Regions from separate parts of the Mus musculus genome. Here regions 1, 3, 4 and 5 are each linked to region 2. A link is a contact called in public Hi-C and HiChIP or PLAC-seq data. All regions are on one chromosome and are shown on one strand. Each heading gives the region's core, a stretch centred on a gene start, on an enhancer-like site or on the middle of the called end of the contact. The rest is flanking DNA. Distances are from core to core; before and after follow the strand shown. Region 1 holds the start of Galnt7 (polypeptide N-acetylgalactosaminyltransferase 7). Region 2 holds the start of Hand2 (heart and neural crest derivatives expressed 2). Region 3 has its middle 120 kb from the start of Gm33501. Region 4 has its middle 28 kb from the start of Gm33501. Region 5 overlaps Galntl6 (UDP-N-acetyl-alpha-D-galactosamine:polypeptide N-acetylgalactosaminyltransferase-like 6).

The links. A called contact is a pair of places that touch in the nucleus more often than the background predicts. HiChIP or PLAC-seq counts read pairs in DNA pulled down with a chosen protein or histone mark.
Region 1: a contact with region 2 is called in an H3K27ac HiChIP or PLAC-seq map of embryonic stem cells, with 3 times the contacts expected there. The contact joins the promoter of Galnt7 here to the promoter of Hand2 in region 2. A contact is called at or near these places in 2 of 39 promoter capture datasets (both in embryonic stem cells), 19 of 484 Hi-C or Micro-C datasets (cardiomyocytes, differentiating embryonic stem cells, embryonic stem cells and 3 more), 7 of 115 datasets of contacts at active chromatin or transcription factors (embryonic stem cells and stem cell-derived neural progenitor cells) and 1 of 9 other capture datasets (embryonic stem cells).
Region 3: an H3K4me3 HiChIP or PLAC-seq map of embryonic limb bud shows a contact between it and region 2, with 4 times the contacts expected there. The contact joins the enhancer-like site here to the promoter of Hand2 in region 2. A contact is called at or near these places in 2 of 484 Hi-C or Micro-C datasets (the N1E-115 cell line and uterus), 3 of 115 datasets of contacts at active chromatin or transcription factors (cardiomyocytes, embryonic limb bud and stem cell-derived neural progenitor cells) and 2 of 9 other capture datasets (embryonic stem cells and liver).
Region 4: a Hi-C map of the N1E-115 cell line shows a contact between it and region 2, with 6 times the contacts expected there. The contact joins the enhancer-like site here to the promoter of Hand2 in region 2. A contact is called at or near these places in 5 of 39 promoter capture datasets (embryonic stem cells, liver, maxillary cranial neural crest and 1 more), 1 of 15 datasets of contacts at CTCF or cohesin (stem cell-derived epiblast-like cells), 4 of 484 Hi-C or Micro-C datasets (the N1E-115 cell line, gonadal supporting cells, nephron progenitors and 1 more), 11 of 115 datasets of contacts at active chromatin or transcription factors (astrocytes, craniofacial prominence, embryonic hindbrain and 5 more) and 2 of 9 other capture datasets (embryonic stem cells and embryonic tail).
Region 5: a Hi-C map of the N1E-115 cell line shows a contact between it and region 2, with 6 times the contacts expected there. The contact joins the enhancer-like site here to the promoter of Hand2 in region 2. A contact is called at or near these places in 7 of 39 promoter capture datasets (the 3T3-L1 cell line, embryonic stem cells, liver and 3 more), 5 of 484 Hi-C or Micro-C datasets (CD8 T cells, LSK cells, the N1E-115 cell line and 2 more), 12 of 115 datasets of contacts at active chromatin or transcription factors (bone marrow-derived macrophages, embryonic forebrain, embryonic midbrain and 5 more) and 1 of 9 other capture datasets (embryonic stem cells).

Annotation. Positions count from the first base shown.
Region 1 is chr8:57,651,770-57,654,469 of GRCm38.p6, forward strand. Galnt7 (polypeptide N-acetylgalactosaminyltransferase 7) reads right to left here and starts at 1,286. Exons shown (of 12, transcript NM_144731.4): 1 at 1,084-1,286. The coding sequence starts at 1,209. It overlaps AW046200 (expressed sequence AW046200), which reads left to right. Exons shown (of 4, transcript NR_040698.1): 1 at 1-218.
Region 2 is chr8:57,319,653-57,322,352 of GRCm38.p6, forward strand. Hand2 (heart and neural crest derivatives expressed 2) reads left to right here and starts at 1,331. Exons shown (of 2, transcript NM_010402.4): 1 at 1,331-2,700. The coding sequence starts at 2,255. Hand2os1 (Hand2, opposite strand 1) reads right to left here and starts at 1,207. Exons shown (of 6, transcript NR_154048.1): 1 at 1,037-1,207; 2 at 532-636.
Region 3 is chr8:57,009,367-57,012,066 of GRCm38.p6, forward strand. No RefSeq gene overlaps it. Among named protein-coding and RNA genes, the nearest start is that of Gm33501, 120 kb to the left of the region's middle. Within about 2 kb of position 1,450, at least 3 of the 459 cell types and tissues checked have an H3K27ac peak or open chromatin away from gene starts, as enhancers often do. A contact at or near this core is called in the N1E-115 cell line and embryonic limb bud, where this site is marked.
Region 4 is chr8:56,859,781-56,862,480 of GRCm38.p6, forward strand. No RefSeq gene overlaps it. Among named protein-coding and RNA genes, the nearest start is that of Gm33501, 28 kb to the right of the region's middle. Within about 2 kb of position 1,376, at least 1 of the 459 cell types and tissues checked has an H3K27ac peak or open chromatin away from gene starts, as enhancers often do. A contact at or near this core is called in the N1E-115 cell line, where this site is marked.
Region 5 is chr8:57,802,717-57,805,416 of GRCm38.p6, forward strand. Galntl6 (UDP-N-acetyl-alpha-D-galactosamine:polypeptide N-acetylgalactosaminyltransferase-like 6) reads right to left here. Exons shown (of 12, transcript NM_175032.3): 10 at 1,498-1,614. It overlaps Gm2921 (predicted gene 2921), which reads left to right. Exons shown (of 2, transcript NR_165835.1): 2 at 1-192. Among named protein-coding and RNA genes, the nearest start is that of Gm2921, 4.2 kb to the left of the region's middle. Within about 2 kb of position 1,320, at least 5 of the 459 cell types and tissues checked have an H3K27ac peak or open chromatin away from gene starts, as enhancers often do. A contact at or near this core is called in the N1E-115 cell line, where this site is marked.

The DNA of each region.
Region 1 (2,700 bases), core at 36-2,535, 330 kb after region 2:
GGGGCGAGCGTAGCGCAGTGGCCGGATCCCGGTAACTAAAGTTCCGAGAAGCCTGACTAAACCCTCAAAGCCGGGACTGTCAAGACTAACGCCGGCGCCGAGGGCGGCAGACGGATGCGTCCCAGCGGAGCGCGCCTCTCGGCGTCAGGCTGATGGAACAGGCAGCGAGGGGCGGCCAGGAGCCGGCACAAGTTAGGTCCTCGGCCGGAGCAGCCCAGGTAGGGCCGGGGGACTGGAGCCCGCTCCGGATCCGCAGGACGAGGGAGCACAGCGGGCGACCGGGGCTCCCAGGCGCCCCGGTGCAGGGACGCCGATCCGGGTGGGGACGTGTCTCTCCCCTGTCCGGGAATCGAAGGGACAAGGGGTGCGGGGCGAGGCCTCAGCTACACGTTGCACCCGGCTCCCGGCCACGGGAGTTGCGGAGAGGCGGCGCCGTGGGCTGGAGCCCGAGGCGGACAGGCTAGGGGCGCCCCCGCGGCGAGCACCCGGACTGGGCGGGGACCACAGGAGAGGCTGGACCGCGGGGCCTGCTCCACCGGACCACGGCGGCGGCGCCGGCATCTCGCCTCCTTCAGGCCTGCACGCGCCACAGGCCGCAGCTCGGACCAACCCCGCGCCCGCCTGCCGCCAGCGCGGGGGTCGTAGCCCCGAGTCGGACGCCGAGCAGCCTCGGCTCCGGGGAGCCGACTCTGTCCTGCGATTCCGCCCCGGCAGTCCCGGCGTTGGAGCGGCCGCCTATAGCCGCCACCACGGCCGCCGCGGCGGCCGCGGTAGCGGCAGCAGCAGCAGTAGCGCGGGTGACGGCGCTGAACCCGGGGCGGGGACGCGCGGGAGGAAGGGGCGGCCAGGGGGCGGGCCGGCGGCGGCCGAGGGGTACCCGCGGCGTAGGGCTAGGCGCCCCCGATCGGCCGGCGCCGGGCCAGCGCCACCTGCGGAGCTGCGGCGCCCACGCGGCCGCGACCCCGCCGCCCCTTGCTCCCGCCACATACACACACACACACACACACACACACACTCACGCGCGCGCGCAAAAAAACAAGTTGCAGGTCGCCTCTGCCGGAGGGGGCCAGGCGGGTCACTCACCCTCATCCTGCTCAGTGGGCTCTGGTCGTCGGGCCGCGAGGACAGGGAAGACCAGAGGACCACGAGCCCCAGGAAGCTTCCCACCACCAGCAAACTGCGTAAGATGAACCCGATCTTCAGCCTCATCTTCCTCCGGCGGCGAGAGACACACAGCCCGGCGCAGCCGCCGCCACCGCTCTCCCCTCCCTCCTTCCCCCTCCCCCGGCCCTCCTCCTCCTCCTCCTCCTTCCCCCCCCCCCCCCCCCCGGATCACTACGCCCGCCGCCCTCCCCACCGCCTGCCCTCTCCAGCACCAGATCCGGAACTCCCCTCGGCTTTACCTTCCCCTGGCTCGCCCCTCCGCCCCCTCCCCGCGCCTGCCTCTGCACTGCTCTGCCGCACCCCCTCCCCTCCGCCGGCCTCCGCAGAGCTCCGACCGGCCGGCGTGTGTAGCTTTCCAGGCTTCCCTTCTCTCTACCTGCCCGCTCTAGCTCCGCAGTACCCCCTTCCTCCACCCGCGACCGCGAGAACCCACCCCCCACCACCCGCGAGTCCCTAGTAACCTTGGAACTAACTTAACACTTTCCCCCAGGTCTGGTCTTAGCCTTTGCCCTAAGGCTCCGCTTCCTAAAGCTTGCAGATCCCCAAACTTTTATTGTAATTAGGGACCAAAACTCTGTCCTTGACGCCCGTGCCCTGCCAGGATGCTGCCGCCCGGTGCCCCTCAGGTGGACCTGCAGACGCCCTAGGCTGCCCTGCCCTTCCCGACGCCCACTGCTCAATCTCCCCAGCCAGAGGCTTGCAGGAAGGAAACCAGGAAGTCAGCCACCGCTGCTGCAGCAGTAACTCCACGTGGCTGATTTATAGCTGTTTTTTTTTTTTTTAATCTTGTTTTTTCACAGGGCTCCTTAAGGAGGTGGATTTGTAATCGAAAGGCCCAGGTGAGATGTGCAAACACCACAGAACTAAAAGAGGACTCACTTGGAAAGGCAGTATTGCCTTCTCTCTTGGGCTAATTAGAAAGCCAAGTCGACTAGCTAATTCTCACTACGGTCCCTGTTAATGGACTTGCAAGTTCCTACTCTGGGGAAAGTGGATTTCGGGCTTTTAAAACGTTCCGTACATGCATCGTTGCTTCTCTCACAACTGACTTTTCCAGGAAAGGATATTGGCAAATGTTTAGCTACACGCCTCTCCCTTGTACATTGTGCCAAAGATGTCAATCACTTTAAATCACAGTCTGCAGTGTGTGCCATACCCCTAAACTACTCAATTTGTTGAACAAATGCTTTTCGGTAGCAGGTTTAAGGATGGCGTAAATTGACCTTTTTAATCCTAATATTGCCTTATCTGCATGTATTTTGCTTTCGAAACAAGTGAAACTTGGTTAAGTCTCCCCTAGTGATCAACAGTATATGCATTGTTATTCAGATATGGTTGTCCACTATTGAGAAGATGGAAAACTGACTGTGATTATGAGCATAGCTGGGAAGTAGCCCTCATCGCTGAAGTGATGGGAGCTCACCCAACTGCTGTTAGTAGTCTAAGATGACCTTGCCACCACAACTTGAAATATGCAAGGCCAAAAAGTTAGAAAATGATAACCAGGTATTCGGTTGTAAAAGCCGGTGTTCCTCT
Region 2 (2,700 bases), core at 81-2,580:
ACCAGAGTGCTTCTGCCTCCAAAAAGCGATGCCAACGGTGGGAGTCACTTGTGTCCCCTCTGCTTGCCTCCTCAGGTCCAAGGCCAGCTATCGGTGTGATCAAATTTACAGCCTAAGGGCTTCTGTTGACACCCTATTACACAGGGACCTTCTTCGTGTGAGTGAAAAGAAGAGATCCTCATACAGGCCAGCCGGAGGGTGGTTTTGCCTCCTTCCACTGACCGCCCCTATCCCGCGCTGCTGGGGAATCTCCTAGGTGCCCCGAGGCCCGCTAACTTACAAGTGGAGATCCATTTTCCGTTCTAATGCGTTCAAGATCGCCAAGGCAAGCAGTCTAAACATCCACGAGCCTTCCTCCCTGCCTGTCTCTTAAACGTCCGTTTAATGGCTCCCCTCCGATAACTAAACCTGCTTTCCACAGATGCCCGCTTTTATGAGGGAGGCAGGAATGCAGAGATATATTTATATGTTTGTTCATAAAAACTAGAAAATAAGCTCCGAACACGCTGTAAAAACTATTCAGTTACTTACCAAACAGGCTAGTTAAGCAGGAGGAACACGGATATTCGCCACACCACAGATTCGAGAAATCGAGGTGCCCCACTTTGAAAATCTTCGCAATCTCTGTTAGGGTTGCTGCAAATGAGTGTGGGCACAAACTGAAGGTCTCATCCGCGTTCTCTGCAAGTTGTCATCCTAACTTGGGTCATCCACTTCAGTGCCTAAGCAAACAGGCCACTGCAACTTTGCCAAAGTGTGCCGGGTCAGAGGAGCGCTGGCGCTCTAGCCTGGTCAAAGAGACTCGGCTCACTCCCAATCGCACCTTAATGGGATTCCATACCGCCACCTCCAGACTCTTGTCGCCACCACCACCCACCCCAAATCCCCTCCCCAGCCCAGCACAAAACTATAGGAGACTGTCGGCTCAGTTTTCTGCCTCGGTTACCTACAAAACACTTGAAAAGGCATAATCTGCGTTCCTTTCTCTATTCACCCCACCCCTGTAATCAGAAAAGAAAGCGAAATAATACTGTACCTGGTTTAAGATTCTTCAGTATTGGGGGGAAATATTTTAATAGCGAAGCATCTGTTAAACACTTGCATTAACCTATGGCTGATAAAAGGGTTTTTTTTTTACCCTGCCCCCCCCCGTTTTAATTATCTTATGGTTATGAGTGGACAACCAATCCTAGAAGAGGACCTCGGCAATTAGCAACGTGAACATCAAAAAGTTTTATTGCGGAGAGCGCGAGGCGCCGCCCCCGCCGCCCCGGGATTGGCGTGAGGAGCCTCTGACGACATATATTAACCCGAGCGGCCCTAAAGATGTAGCTGTACATGGAGATCTTGCTGGGAAAATCGGCTTGCTCCCCTCACCGCGTCCAGCCCAAGAGAACCGCCGCCGCTGCCACCCAGGAGCTTCCGCGGCCACTGTCTGAGCACACCCCTCCGAGAGTCCATTCGCCGCTTCCCAGCTCCGAGGTGCCTTCAAGGGCCCAAGATTCTTGTCCGGAGAGGAGAGGATCTTAGAAAATGGATGCGCTGAGACCTCTCTGCAAAGCCTCCGAGAGAGCCTGAGGAGCGAGGACGGACACGTTCCTTACAGCTTTAAAAACAAATCACACTCAAGGACCAAAACAACAACCAAATAATTTTTATTAAAACAATAAGCGCCCAAGAACCCAGATCGAGCTGGTGGGGGAGGGGAAGGGGCAGGAAGGGGGAGGGTCGCACCGAGGTAGCTCCACGCTAAGCTGCGACCCCGCCGCCTCCCGGCACAGCCGGGCCGGCTCCTGCAGCCCCAGCTTGGACTCGCCCCGGATTCCAGGTCATCTTCGGAGTCAGGAGTCCCGTGGCCGGCGTCTGCGGGACTGCCTCGCGGGAGCCGGCCGGCACTTTTGCATGAGCACCGGAGCGCTCTGCCTGGTCGCTGCAGCGGGGAACGCGGGAGCCGGCGCGCGGGCTGTAGAGCTGGGCGGGCGGCGGCGGCCAGCAAGGGCGCACCGTGCCGGGACCAGCTCGCCGCGCCCCATGGGGAGCCGGCGGCCGCGGCACAGCTGAGGCGGGCCCGGCGGGCCAGGCGCGGGCCCCGGGCTGCAGCGGCCCCCTCTGCGGCTGCAGGGCCGGCCCGGGAGCCCGGGGGTTGGGGGGTGGGGGGTGGGGAAGGCCGCCGATCGCCGAGGTCGGAGCCCGATCGGAGGGCGCGGCGGGGCTGCGCGCACGCTGGGGCGCGTGGAGGGCCACGGAAGGCGAGATGAGTCTGGTGGGGGGCTTTCCCCACCACCCCGTGGTGCACCATGAGGGCTACCCATTCGCCGCAGCCGCCGCCGCCGCTGCCGCCGCCGCCGCCAGCCGCTGCAGCCACGAGGAGAACCCCTACTTCCACGGCTGGCTTATTGGCCACCCGGAGATGTCGCCCCCCGACTACAGTATGGCCCTGTCCTACAGCCCCGAGTACGCCAGCGGTGCCGCGGGCCTGGACCACTCCCATTATGGGGGAGTGCCGCCCGGCGCCGGGCCTCCCGGCCTGGGGGGGCCGCGCCCGGTGAAGCGCCGGGGCACCGCCAACCGCAAGGAGCGGCGCAGGACTCAGAGCATCAACAGCGCCTTCGCCGAGCTGCGCGAGTGCATCCCCAACGTGCCCGCCGACACCAAACTCTCCAAGATCAAGACACTGCGCCTGGCCACCAGCTACATCGC
Region 3 (2,700 bases), core at 200-2,699, 310 kb before region 2:
CTCTGTATGCTGACATCTGTATACTACAATAATTAGGAGCTAGCCATGGTGATGCATGCCTGTAATTCCAACACTCTGCAGGCCAAGGTAGAAAGACTGTGAATTCTGTGCTACACACTGAGACTAGTCTCAAAACAACAATAATAAATAAATGGGAAAGGAGATACTTTTCCTTTTTGAAAGTACAATCAACAACAACAACAAAAAAAAAAAAAACTGTTTCAGCTTTGTCATTGGTTAATGCTTTTAGAGGAGGGGGAAGGGCCCAAGCAGTGAGTAGCCAGGTTATTGGAATAATCCAGGCAGCATCAATCGTGGCTTGGGGATAGAGGGAAAGCAAAGGAAGGTATAAGAAGTGGTAGCTGGAAATCTGTACTGTGGAAGTGAACACTTGTGTTACAAGTGCTTCATCCACTGATCCATCTCCCTAGTCACAGTTTCGTGTGTGTGTGTGTGTGTTCATGTAGTACATTACTTTGAAATGTCATTTTTAACTTTATTAATGTGTTAACTTCTAGTCCTGCTGTCAAACTGAGTGCTTCAGATACTCCACGAAACTGAAAATAAAGAGATATCTTTGATGCTTATACTTATGATTTAGTGATCATAGTTATTATGAAATACATAAGTAAGTGAACTGTGTATTTATGGTACCTTGAATTGGCAGCACAGATCCAAATCTAGATGGTCTGGGACAAAGTACAATCCCACCAGAGTAAGGCACGTGGCATGTGCTCACCATCACCCCCCTTTCCCAGTGAAGTTATTATTATTCTAGTCTTGGAACCTTAATTAGAGAGAGAAATACCAAACCCCTATCCAGGCAATAACTTGGTTTTTCCTATTTGGCTTAATGATGACTTCAGGCTCCACATTAACGAGAGGTGAACTTCAGTCTCTGCACACTCTCTATGTCAGGCAAGTCTCAATAACTGTTAAGTCTCGCTACTATTTAAGTTCAGCTTTGTTAAAAGGCATAGTAAAGGTTTATGTAGTTCAGGATCCTTTGGCCCAAGATCCCAGGTATTTTTAGTTATCTGTCGACACATAGCTCCTATTTGAGGTCCTAAAGCTACTCTGAGACCCACTGAATGCTGGAACATTTTCCCAGTGGACAAGCCCATTTGCAGAACCAGGTGTTTCTATAACTGTACCACTGTGAGAAGCCTTCACAGTGCTCTGAGGCCCCTTAAACTCTCCTTCCACCTGGGTCTTTTTTTTTTTTTTTCCTTTTACTTGGTTGTTTCCAGTGGCCACTTGCGCCTTTCAGGAATCTACTTGTTTATGTAGGTGTCTTTCTTTGTTTCTGAGTTTATTTTGCTACATTTTAAACAGGAAAATTAATAGAAAAAAGGTTTTACAAGCTGGTGTTGGGAGTCACTCGCATTTCGACCAGGTGCACTCCTAATGTGCAGGTGTCAGCCAATGAACAGGTAAGAAAGGCGTGATGTGAGCTGAGCCTCTGGAGGATTAATTGTGCGTGTCTGTAATGAATGCACCCCAAGGGACACTCTCTACATCTGGCATAAATTCAGGCATTCTCTCTCCCAGACTCCCCTCCCTGTTTTTCCAGTTTCCTTATGTGATCTTTAGCATAGAGTAAGCATTGCTTATTTTTGCCTAGCATGAAAATGAATGTATATCATATAACATATAATAATGTATATGATTTCAATTTTTAGGCAACAAACAGTTTTGTTTGACTAAATAGTGAATTATTGTATATTTTTAAGTAGTCTATTCCTACTTAAAAATACCATACTAAGGACACAGTTAAATTTAACCCTTTACTTCACATTAAATATAATATAATCACTTAGTCCAGGTTCCTACCATAGAATAGCATAAGTTGTATTCCTATTACGTAGTTTTGTCATTATAGAGAAACATTGCGGAGAAGATACTCAATCCAAAAATTCAAATTCTACCGAGAATAGCCTTTCATGATTTCTCATTCTAAATAATATACTCTTCTGCTTCATGTGTTTCATATTTCAGAACATCTTAGGTATTTACTTTCCTAAATAATATACTAGGTAATACTTTGGTTATTTTGCTAAGCTATCATCCTACTAATGGTGCTTTTATAAATTTGTGATTGATTATGTTTTTATTCTAAACTCATTTTTAGATTTTCTTAAATGACATTTTTATAACTATGTTAAAACATGTAATTAAGAAACAGGACTAGAAAATACAAAATATTTTGATGAAATGGAATACCATGCCAATTCTATATATCTTTGTGTGGACAAATCACGTTTTAGGAAAATGTTGCAGTTTTTGAGTTTTTGAAGATTCCCACATTTATTGTCACCGAAAGTTTTCCACCCTAAAGAAAAACAATTGAACAGATATATGCAATCATTAAAGAATTTAACACCATCTATTCACCCATCACATAAATAGGTTGACAGCTATTTCACACAACACAAGATCAGACACCCAACTATAAATAGAATTGCTTTCCTATTTCTAAACAGTTTGACTTTCATGTGAATGGATGATTGGATGTTGCTGGAACGCAGAAAATATAAAAGTCAGTATGTGGTCATTACAAAGAAGGAAGCAACTGTCATTTTTCTTTCTTTTGCTTAAACAGCACAATTCCCATTTTCATAGGGATGGCAGCTAGAAGCCCGAGGTCCAGTTGCCTATGAGGTTGGTATCTCTGCAGACCCTTGTCCTGGTTTGTGGATG
Region 4 (2,700 bases), core at 126-2,625, 460 kb before region 2:
TGTCATAAAATCTGGAACTTACACCAGAGAAAACGTTTATTTGTACCTTGCCATGTCTACAAAAATAATGCTTGTGAGTAAAAATACTTTTTGAGTGGTGTATAAAAAAAATCTCTATCAAAACAATAACTTTTTTGCAAAATAAAAGGAATGGTTACCATGCAAAGCCTGTACATAATTTTATCTTTTAAAAGCTCATATATGTACATATGTCCATGATGTCTCTCTTTCTGTCTGTTTGCATGCATAGAAAGCACTTAACCTGAAAATAGATCACACAGATTTCCAAACAACTGTGATACATATTTATATACTTTATAATCTTGCTGAATGCAAGCATTCTGAGATGTCTGAGACAGTCATTTTGGTTTCCCTGGTAAATATTTTGTGATTTACAGTTTTCCGTTTATGGAAGGATTTGGTTTAGGAAATTATATGACAGCAATATGATTACATCAGTGAAGATCCAAATAATGTTCTTCCAAGTGGATAATTCCATCTGATACTGCTGAAGGGATGTCTTGTTTCTTGGGTCTACTGAAATCTATACGTAATAAATCTTTCATTTTAAGTGCATTACAAAACATAAAAATATTTTCTCATACATGATCTCATTTTGAGTTTGGTCCAGATACACAAAAATACATTTTATTACACACACACACACACACACACACACACACACACACACACACAGACACAGCACTAGATAAAGGCTTTCATGCCAACTTAAGATAAATACAATATAATCATATATCAACATTCTCATTTAGCAAATAGGAGTATTTTATTTTTGTTTGCTTCTTGTTTTTCCTTCTCACATGAGGTTTGCCAGAGTCATCAGTCTGTGATTTCCTTTACTATATTTGTCAATCTATCAGCTTTTGTGGTTAGTTTTTCAAGATAGTAAGCAATGCTACTTTCGACACATATTTTTTTTTCCTGTGGTTTGAAACAAGGAAGGCGTCCTCTCTCTCTTACCCAGAAGGTAATCTACATGCTGCACCAACATTTGGGTCTGGTCATTGCTAATGATCAAGCAGGGTTGAGACTCTATTTGTCTATAAGTACATCAAGAAACCCATGCTGACAATTGGTGCAAGCTAAGGATCATTTTCCACCACAGTCACCAATAGTAATGTCTCAGATTTTTAAATTTTGATTTGTTTAATTAGGGATGACACCAAAAAAAGTTCAAATATTTAAACTCTAACCTCAAATAAAAAAAGGCCATAAATAACCATAAACCAAAGAATTCTAGCATCAAACATTTAAGGTATAAGCCACTGGTAACAAAAATGAAAATTAAAGAGATTTCCTGTCTCAAATAGCAGCACACAAAAGCTAAGATTTTAAAACCACTTATAATTCCTAGCGAACTGTTTAAAAAGAGACAGGAAGTGAAAAACAGTTTAGAATTCCAAGTCTGTCCTCCCTTGCAACGAGACTGGGAATTTCAGGCATTAATTAATGAAATGTTTTCAGCTTTGTTGTTAATTCTCTTCTGCAAAGCAAGATTCTTCGCAGCACTGTCTCTTCACAGCCTCCTCGTAGATCTTAATACAATGTTCCGGAATATCTAAAGGAAAGCAGACATGCCTGTCACAGTTGTAAACTTATTTGGGAGAAGTTATGGCCCTGACTGTACTGTATCTGCGTTTGTTGATTCTGCACACAAATCTTTGAGGGGTGTTCTTTTCCTTCTGAGCGGTTTGCATCATAAACTTTAGTGAACACCAAAATGGAGAAAACAGTAGGCAGTTAAATGTTGAATTCTGTTTTCCTCTTATCCAATAACCCCCCTTTTATCATTATTTAAGAGAAGCAAAGACCATTAGAGAGAGCTAATTGCCTTCATAGTCTTCAGATTATACTGATGCTCCTGATAGGAGAATTGAGGCAAATTGCATTCTCAAAATGGTCTGGGAACATACCACTTCCAGTAATGTTTTTATCAAACAGGCCTAAAAGCAGAGAGGGCAAGGATGCACTTAAAGGCAATTATCCATCAACATTAGAAAATATAGTTAGAAGATTAAGAGAGCCAAGTATATGCAATATATCTTGATTGCAACAAAGCAGTTGATATAGCATTATTCAATTTGCTAGCTGAATTAATTTAAATTGGTTTACGTAGAAGCATAGTCAAATGAACTACCAGCTATCAAAAGAGTCATAAATAATAGATAACAATAAACACATTTGTTTTACATGTTCCTAATTTACTTACCTCTCTGATCTCTTCAGAACAGTCTATGACAGTTACTATAATAGATGCTACCCTCCAGTTATCTTGGGATCTTTTAGGAATCCTGTCTGCTCTACAAACTTGCAAGGACCTGAGATGTTACTATCAACAAATCCCATTATTCAGTGCTTACTTTATTTATTTATAATGGGTTTTAGCTCTCCTATACATTTCTGATTATGTGTCTGGACTTTTTCTTAATAGAAATTACCAGGAGCAGCACTAGAGGGCTGTGGAAACAGCCTTTGTTTCGACATGTATGTGTTAAGTACTGGCTCTTCCTAGCTCTTTGCTGAAGATGGTTCATTACTCAAGCAGCAGTTTCCCTTCCTCTTCTCAGTTCTCACACTAATGAAGGGGTAACTTTTCTTAAATGTGAGCTGACTGCTCTATAGGTGTGATAACAAAGCCAAGAGCCACTTGGTCTTTGAAAATCCAAAACCCTGTAACAA
Region 5 (2,700 bases), core at 70-2,569, 480 kb after region 2:
CTCTGGATGTGGGCTTTAAGACCCTCGACTTAGCTGCCTGGAAGTCAGTCTTCCACTAGCAGCCTTCAAATGAAGATGCAGAACTCTCAGCGCCTCCTGCACCTTGACGATGCCCTGTTCCTGCCTTGATGATAATGGACGGAACCTCTGAACCTGTAAGCTGGCCCTAATTAAATGTTGTCCTTTATAAGACTTGCCTTGGTCATGGTGTCTGTTCACAGCAGTAAAACCCTAACTAAGACAGGTGCTGCTGCCTCAGATGTCCTTCACCTTCATGATTAAAAACCACACTCACAACAGGAGGGCCATGAATTACCTTTAATACAAAGCCAGGAGGAAAAATTAAAGTTAACTGAAGTCTCAAACACAAGACAGGTTTTTTGTTGTTGTTGTTGTTTTAGTTTGTTTTGTTTTGTTTTGTTTTTTTGATGAGTTACCTAGCCTTTCCGGGCTCATTGTCTTGAAAACTTCCACTGTGGGGAAGGCAGTAAGATTACATCACATTGATCAATTTTATCACCTCCTTTATTAAAAAATTAGTTTTACGAGTTAGTGTGCAAGGGGCTCAGTGGTCAAGAGGTCTTTTTGAACATTCACGAGGACCAGTTAGGAACTCCAGAGCCATGCACAGACCTGTGCCTGTGACCCCAGCTCTGAGGAAGTGAGATGGAGAGAGCAGAATGCTAGGTTCTACTGGTTTCCAGCCTAGGAAGAAAATGCAAGCCCCAGAATCAGGGTGAGACTCTCAGAAGAATAACTGCCTCTATGCATAGTCTCTTTGCATGTGCATAGAGTGTGCATGCACATAAACACATGTACATACAAACAAAGGTTAGCACACAGAATAATGGGCTTCATTGTAGCATTTCTGAACATGCTTTGTCTTTTATTTGTCTGCACTCTCGCTCCTCTCGCTCATGGTTTTAGCTTCTTATTACTGGTCACCCCTGTCCTTGCAAGAGCTGCTATTTTGCTTTCATGTCATATGCACACACACAGAGGACAACCTCAAGCGTTCTTCCTCAGCTGCTGTCTACCTCTCCCTTAGAGGGTCTTCCTGGCCTAGAACTCACCATGTAAGCCAGGGTACTTGGCTATCAGTTGCTATTGATCTGCCTGTCTCTGCTTCACCAGATCTGGGACTCCATGCACATGCCAACACACTTAGCCTTGAAAATTTGGGCTCTGGAAGAGCAGACTCAAGTCCTAATGCGTGCACGGCAAGAACTTTACTGGTTGAGCGATCGCACTGCACTAATCCTTGGTCTGCAAGTTGAAATAAGTTGATTATCATGATTCTGCTGACAAGAAACAGAAGCAGAGGCTGGCAATGACTCACTAATTACAGATCTGATTGGTGACAAACCATGACTTCATCCAAGTCCCAAATGTACCCAGAAGCTTCTCCCCATCCTGTCCCTCCATGATCCCCTCAGCCCCGCCCCCCGCCCCGCAGGCCCCCCCCCCCAGCCTCCACTCCCATGATTTCTGACTCACCTGTTCGTGAGACCATGTCCTTTCAGAGCCATCCTTGACACAGACGTCCAGCCTGAGCTCGGTCCCTGTGGCTCCATGCTTGCTATCCACACATAAGTTGGCTGCCACACTTCGAATCTGTATCAAGAACACATCAAGCACGGGCTGTGTCACTATTCCTGACAATCCTGGAATCCATAAGGGTCTTCCTTGGTCTGTCTTTTTGATGACATGACTAGCAAGATGCCTTGAATTTATACGTAGTTTGTTGAGAAAAATGGGGACATGAAATATAACATAGTCTGTGTGTGAAATAAAATAAAATAAACCATGGAGACCGCTCCACCTGGGGATCCATTCCATATGCAGGCACTAAACCCAGACACTATTGCAGATGCCAAGAAGTGCTTGCTGAGAGAACCCTGATATGGCTGTCTCCTGAGAGGCTTTGCCAGTGCCTGACCAATACAGAGGTGGATGCTTGCAGTCAATCATTGGACTGAGCACGAGACCACAAGTTAGGGGGAGGACTAAAGGAGCTGAAGGGGTTTGCAACCCCATAGGAAGAACAACAATACCAACCAACCAGACCCTCTCAGAACTCCCAGGGACTAAACCACCAACCAAAGAGTACACATGGAGGGACCCATGGCTCCAGCTGCATATGTACAGAGGATTGCCTTATCTGACATCAATGGGAGGGGAAGCCTTTGGTACTATGGAGGCTTGATGCCCCACTGTAGGGGAATGCTAGGATGCTAAGGCAGGAGTGGGTGGGTAGGTGGGGGAGCACCCTCATAGAAGCAGGGGGAGGAGGGACGGGATAGAGGATTTGCAAAGGGGAAACCAAGAAGATGGATCACATTTGAAATGTAAAGAAATAAAATAACCAATAAAAAATAAAATAAAACAAAAAAAAATCCATGACAGAGTTCAAAAGACAAAATTACAGCTGGATGCAGCAAAGTTAGTTATTGGTAATGCACTAGAGGGAGTGGCCTGGGGCCCTGCCCTCTGAATTGAGAGCCTTTTCTCGTTCAGCTGGTGTTTAACATGGGATTAGTTGTTCTGCGTCTATCAGCATTACTATCCCAGCGTGGAGAGAATTCCAGGCAGCTATTACAGGCAAAGTGTATGGTTAAGGGAAAGGGCCCTTCAGTATCGCACAACTCTGGGCAGGTTACAGTGACCTCAGGTTCCACCTTGGCTGCACTGGCTGTTGTC